2 separate regions of the Sus scrofa genome follow, and region 1 is linked to region 2. The links are chromatin contacts, called in public Hi-C maps. All regions are on one chromosome and are shown on one strand. Each heading gives the region's core, a stretch centred on a gene start, on an enhancer-like site or on the middle of the called end of the contact. The rest is flanking DNA. Distances are from core to core; before and after follow the strand shown.

Evidence for each region. Hi-C and Micro-C count contacts between places; a contact is called where the count stands out from the background.
Region 1: a Hi-C map of epiblast stem cells shows a contact between it and region 2, with 5 times the contacts expected there. The contact joins the enhancer-like site here to the promoter of EDN1 in region 2. A contact is called at or near these places in 3 of 5 promoter capture datasets (fetal liver and liver), 19 of 47 Hi-C or Micro-C datasets (alveolar macrophages, brain, embryonic fibroblasts and 11 more) and 2 of 2 datasets of contacts at active chromatin or transcription factors (alveolar macrophages and skeletal muscle).

What each region holds. Positions count from the first base shown.
Region 1 is chr7:9,012,497-9,015,847 of Sscrofa11.1, reverse strand. No RefSeq gene overlaps it. Among named protein-coding and RNA genes, the nearest start is that of PHACTR1, 91 kb to the left of the region's middle. Within about 2 kb of position 1,492, at least 3 of the 83 cell types and tissues checked have an H3K27ac peak or open chromatin away from gene starts, as enhancers often do. A contact at or near this core is called in epiblast stem cells, where this site is marked.
Region 2 is chr7:8,749,971-8,753,315 of Sscrofa11.1, reverse strand. It overlaps EDN1 (endothelin 1), which reads right to left and starts at 1,298. Exons shown (of 5, transcript NM_213882.1): 1 at 1,160-1,298. The coding sequence starts at 1,223.

The DNA of each region.
Region 1 (3,351 bases), core at 243-2,742, 260 kb before region 2:
AACATTTTAAGCAGCAGTCCCCACCTCCGAGCTGTTCCTTTCCTATCTCAGCCAAAGCTCTGCATACTTAAATTCCCTGGAGAGTGGAGAAGACTATAAAACCGACATTTGAGGTTTTCTTTGCCCCACAGCTGAGGAAATAGAAATGGTTATAAACTTTCTCTTCGAGGACAGCTTGCTGCCTTTTGGAACGTCCTAGAAGAGCAAGAAGAGAGAGCTGAAAAGGAGCAAAATACTGAATCCCAGTCTATTTATCTCACCTCCTTTGGCATTAGTGCGAGAATTTTCTGGAAAGCTGCTAGGAGACGATTTGCATTTCAGGTCGCCCTTCATGTTTTAGCTTTAATACCCCGGGGACAGTAAAAGTAGCAGGTTAAAAACTCTTTCTTACTTGAAGGATGGGGAAATAGAATTTAAGGAAAAGAAACCTGGTAATACATGGTGTCATAAAACCAATCTATCTTTCTAGATGAGGGGTTTATTCGTTGTTAAATTTCAGGAGCTTTTCTATATGCAATCGTTACTCCTATTATGAAAGTACCGTGCGTGGGGCTTGATGTGGTCAGAGAGGTAGTGCTAATGCTGGAGAGTTCTCTGGAGGAGAAATCAGAAGAAACTGAACTTAGATGATGACAATTTCCCCAGGTCTTGGTTTCTTCATTTATAAAACCTGGGTAAGAACACCCCGTTGATTGCTCCTTTCCCATGGATCTTTTTCATAAAACTTTAAATATTATAGATATTTTGCTAGGATCAAGCGAACCTTTTAAAGTAATATATATATATAATCATATAGCATCCTTCAATGAAGTCTTTAAAAATTCTCTATTCATTATTCCAATTTTACCCTTTGGAAAGATGTATACAAATGCAGAAGAATGTTGAATTATTTGCCTTAAGTTCCCTCCAAGTGAACTAGAGCCAGACCAGTGGAATTATAATGGCCAGAACATTCTTCCATTTGTCAGGATAAAAACTGTGCTGTCACTTTTGACTCCTTTCCTTCTCTCATCCCCAAGTTCATTCCAGTAGGAAACCCTGTGGTCCCTACCTACAAAATATATCCAGAGTCTGACCACTTCTTCTCACTACCTCCATTGGTAGCTGCCTGCATCACGGCCTGCATTAGTGTTTTTAAAACAATAATTTCAAGCCTCCAGAAAAGTCCACCAGTGCCTTGCAAAGCCTTTTTTCCCCGATGCTATTGAGAATCTGATGCCCTACAACCCTAGAATATTTTAGTGTGTCTTTTCTACAAACAATGCCTTCTCCTGTGTAACCACCCTGTAACCATTCAAACCAAGAAATTACCATTGTATGTAACTGCCTCCTTTGATTCTCAGTGCTTCTACCTGGGCACCTCCTCCTAAATGTATTCTCAAACAAGAGCCAGAGGGGTCTTGTTAAGATGCAAGTCCGATCACATCCCTCTGCTGCTTGAACCTCCCCTCCCCCACGGCTCTCCATCACCCTCAGGGAACAAAGTCCTTTCAGTGGGTTACAAGGCTCTGTGCATCTGGCTTTCTGCCAACTCCCTGACCTCCTCCTCCTCCTCTTAGCTGGCCACCCTGGCCTCTGCTGTTCCTTGAACACACAGTTGGGCTCCATATTTCTGTGACATCTTGCCTAGGCATTGTATACAAAGTTGAAATCCACATCCAACTCTGGCCCTTCCTGTCCTACTTCTCCCTTTATTTTTCTTTTCTTTTCTTTTTTTTCCATACTACCTACCATCTTCTCAACTTCTAATATAACATTTCTTTCTTTCTTTTGTTCATTTGCATTTTTCTTCCCCCATTAAATGCTAGCTCTTAAAAGGAAGGCATTTCTTTTCCTTTGTTCTCTGCTCCTCCCCAAACTTAGACTGGTGCTTGAGCCACAGTCTGCACTCAATCACTATTTACTGAATGAATGCATAATACAATAGAGATGCAAAAACTTTGGCCTCCTAGTGGGGTGGCTTCTCCTAAGAACAACCACCATTTCAATTACCATATTTAATCCACAGTCTCTTAGTGAAGCAGATGTTTTTACCCATACTTTGCTGGAGAATATAAGTGGCCAGTAGCTGTCTTCCTCTAAGTCGTATTAGCAGTTAGAAGAATTGTAATAAGAGACCTAAGCTCCTTCCAACGTTCAGATCCTTTTTTTTTTTTTTAAACATCCTTCAATCTACCACCAGCCCAAAAGGACAGGGTAAATTGTAAATTTTTTTATTTTTTTTTTTTTTTTTTTTTTGGTCTTTTTGCCATTTCTTGGGCCACTCCCGTGGCATATGGAAGTTCCCAGGCTAGGGGTCTAATTGGAGCTGTAGTTGCTGGCCTACGCCAGAGCCACAGCAATACCAGATCCAAGCCTCATCTGCGACCTACACCACAGCTCAAGGCAACGCCAGATCCTTAACCCACTGAGCAAGGCCAGGGATCGAACCCGCAACCTCATTGTTCCCAGTCGGATTTGCTAACCACTGAGCCATGACGGGAACTCCAAGGACAGGGTAAATTTTCAAAGTCGAGCTGGTGCTGTTTTGTGTAGATCACTTATTTTCACACGAAGCCGATGACTTTCATTCTCGACTATAAAACTCTTACTTAAAAGAATTTTATCCAAGAATTTATCCAGAGAGTGTAAATTCTTTACAAACAGTGCAGTTTGCACAAGGGTGTCTATTTTTACAGTTTATTTATATTATTTTATATTTATATTTTACACTTTAACTGATACAGAGTAAATGCTCAATTGGGTTTCTCAATACATGCAATTAGACCAAAATATATCTTCTCACAAGGTTTGTAGCTATCTCTGCATTACAATTCCGATTTTAGAAAAGAAAATGGGAGTTCCCGTCATGGTTCAGTGGTTAACGAATCCGATTAGGAACCATGAGGTTGCGGGTTCAATCCCTGGCCTCTCTCAGTGGGTTAAGGATCCAGTGCTCCTGTGAGCCGTGGTGTAGGTCACAGACAGCGGCTCAGATCTGGTGTTGCCGTGGCTGTGGTGTAGGCCAGTGGCTACGGCTCTGATTGGACCCCTAGCCTGGGAACCTCCATATGCCGTGGGTGTGGCCCTAAAAAGGACAAAAAAAAAAAAAAAAGAAAGCAAAGAAAAGAAAATGTCTCTTCAGACCTCAGAAACACCTTCATCTGTGGATTGATCTTCAGAATGACCTTTTAATCTAACAGGTCAATTAAGCACAGTAAATTCATTGCTGCTACTCTGTGCCACAGTAAATCACCTCTCGAAAAGCCAGCCCCTCAGATGACTGTGGCCGTTTTCAAAATGATTCAGTTTATGGGACAGCCCTAAAAATGTCACTTTGTTTATCCAGCTTCAGGGATGAGAGCAAGCCTG
Region 2 (3,345 bases), core at 49-2,548:
CTAAATCAGAAATGAGAGCTGAGCTTCGGTTTAGGGGAGAAGCCGCCACCTCACACCTGGTATGAGGCAGGGAGGAGCCCAGGTGGTACACACTTGTTGAAATGAGGAGGTGGTCCTGAGCTTTGGGGAGGTGAAAGGAGAGAGGGAAGAAAAATCCACTCTAAAATATTGATTTCAGGCAGTAAGTGCCAGAGAAACCACTAACCTAAGGGGAAGTTCAGCAGCAGCTCGGGGGACCCAGTCAAGGTTCTGCAGGCTTTGGAATTCGAGGAGCGGTTTGGGATACGTGGGACCTGCTGCCTCCCCGTCCCCACTGCCTCCTCTTACTGACGAGTTAGCCCTGCAGCTTATCAGCCTGATTTTGTACATTTCAAATGATCAGACACATTCCAGGATTTTCATCCCTTACGTCTTTTCTCTTTAGTCGGGGTCACCAAAAGACAAAAAAAGTGTCTTGACCCTAAAAGAAGGGACCAGGCAGATGCATACATACTATCTAAATCCTTAAGCAGCCAAGATTTATCCTAGCTCCCTCTCCCAGGACAGGTGAATACGACTGGAAATAGAGCCCACACTGTTTTGAGTGCCAAAAACCTGCCAAAAAGAAACCTAAAGTCAATAATGACAAAGTTTAAAGAAAACATCTGCTTCACCCGAAACTGCCTGGGGGGGGCGGTTCATTAGACTGTTCTGCGCATGATTTTCCTACTCATATATTGCTTGAATGACTCAAATAAAATTCCTTGGCTTCAAGCTGAAATGTTTAAATATTTTACGCATTAACACACTATTAAAAGAGTATTTGAAGAAGATATAAATCCCTATACTTCTTAGTACCTGTATGACCACATACACTGCAAATCCATTTGGCTAAGTTATATATCTTATCTTCAATTGAGTTACATTTTTTAAAGCCAAGGAAATACACTAGGCAATGATAACAGTGTGATTTTAATGCTACGGGAGCAATTGTCTTCAGAGGATTTTTTTTTTTTTTCTTCCACTAGAAAACTTAAGCAAGCTTTGAGCATTCATTCTCCTACACCTGATATCTGAGCAGCAGCCATAAAAAGAAGTGGGGGTTGGAACAGAAGCAAGAAAAGCATTAAAGTGGAGAAAAAACGTCAGTGTTCAAGGATTTACAAGGCAAAGTGCCTACCTGTTTCTGGAGCTCCTTGGAAAGCCACAAACAGCAGAGCGATAATCATGGGGAAATAATCCATTCTGAAAAAAAAAAGGATCAAAATCCTCCCCCTGCGAACTAAACCCGAAAGCGGGGGGAAAAAGGCAGAAAAATGGCTTCGGTTCCTTCCAAGCGCTTCGGGTTATTCAGATCTCAAAATGATCCTTCAGCCTGAGTGCTCTTTAATCGGGAGAAGGAAGTTTCTGCCGGGAGAGAAGGCAGTGGGAGCGGTCCGAGGACGCACGCGGCGGCGGTGGTGGCGCGCGGGGACCGCAGTGGAGACCGGGGACCCGGCGGCGCTGGTCTCAGCGCAGAGGCAGAAGCGCGTCTGACCTGGACAGCTCTCTCGGCCGGCTTTTTATATTCAACCCCTATAGAGTGGGGGTAAACAGCTCCAATTTTATTCCAGCCCCAGACAATGTTATTGTGTCATTAGTCACCACCAGGCAACGTGCAGCCGGAGATAAGGCCGGGCTCTAAAGGAAATCACTGCTAACTTCAGAGGCAGACGCCCGCCGTCTGACAATTCAGGGGCAGGGCTAAGAAAAAGAAAATACCCATTAGAGACCTTTGGTAAACCTGCCGGTGCAGCGCTGCAGCCTGCTTCCCCTTTGCAAGCTGCCAGCCCCGGAGTTCAAGAATCAGCAGAGGGACTCCAGAAAAGTCATACCATTGGTATGAAAAGTATGAGCTACAGTTTAAATAGATTGTATTGTTGTGTGCGGGGAATTTTTTTTTTTTTTTTGAATTGTTGTTCGCTTCATTTGCCTTTTATGTCGCTCCGATTCCTCAGTGCTGATCAGACAAGGGAACGCTCCCCCTCCTCGCGCCCCCCTCCCGACTCGGGGTCAAATGATTTTGGCAGATCCACGCGCTTTTCTGACTTCTAAGCACCCCCCTCCCCCGCCCAGTCTGTTTTGCTCAAGTTCTTTGCGTCCACAGTGAGAAAGATCGGAGAGGGATTGGCAAGGAAAGGAAGTTTTTTTTAAAAAAATCCTTTAAGGCACATACCCAATCCTTTCGATATTGCTGATTAGGAGCCCCCATAAACGTTTTTGTAATGCGTGCCCACTCTCCTTGGCTTTGCCCATCGCCCCACTTCCAGGGTCACCAATCTTAAGAAATAGCGTGAAAGGAACGCCAGGGGGCGACGAAGAGCTATGGGGGGGCGCGGGGGGAGCTGATGTTTTGGCCAAAAATAACAGCCTGAGCTTCCAAATAACAGAAGGAAACAGGCACCTGAGGTGGGAGCTTTGGAAGGGAAGGGCTGGCGCCTGGCACAGACCGCGGGATGCCCCTCAGAATATTCCATTTACTTCCTACGCGGGACATCTTTTCTGGGTCTTGGGTGTTTTCCTTTGGCCTTTAAGTCAAAGGGGTGTTGGGTGAATAGGCGATTTGGGTGATGTTGGGAAGAGAGAAATGCCCGCACTGAATGAGGGATCAGATCATACCTCACATTTAATAATGTGTTTACTTTTTCAATAGCAGTTTCCTGTCTGTGTAACCATGAAATAACCTGAGGTTCCCCCCAGGGCAGTTACCTTGCAGGAGACAACATGCTGTCATGTATAATGCAAACCGTGAATATAAGACCCGTGGCTTTTTCAATTAGCCTCATTTTGCAAGTGGGGAAACTGAGGCACCCGGAATTTCCATGGTCCATCCAAGTCCTCAGTGTGGCTGAGTTAAGGTCCTTGGGAAAAATTTAGAGCATCTGCGCTGCACAAGAAAAAGATGTGTCTGCTCGGGGCTCCCAGGGAGCTGGCTAAAAGGATGCTTCTTCCATTTCCTCTTAGTGTTTTATTCTAGCCCCACTCCCTCCACCCCCTCCCGCAGCAGGGATTCAAATGTGGACTCATTTCAGGAGGAATCCTCAGGAGGAACCCGTTTCCTCCTCCTTCTCTCTGCTTACTCTTCACCTCTGGAAGCAAAAGGACAGATTTTATCCCAACACCTAAGCTGTGGGCCTGGGCACAAGCTTGGTCACCCCTGGGCCTTCTGGAAGTCACAGTGGGAGAGACAGTAAGAGTAGCAGTGGCGGATCAATGAGATGTGTCCCCTAAATCAGCCACTGCAGCTAAAGCTGGAGATGAGGTGGTCCAGGGACCCTCCCACATACACACCAAAGAGGCCTCCACCCAGTACCCCCCGGGGGTCTC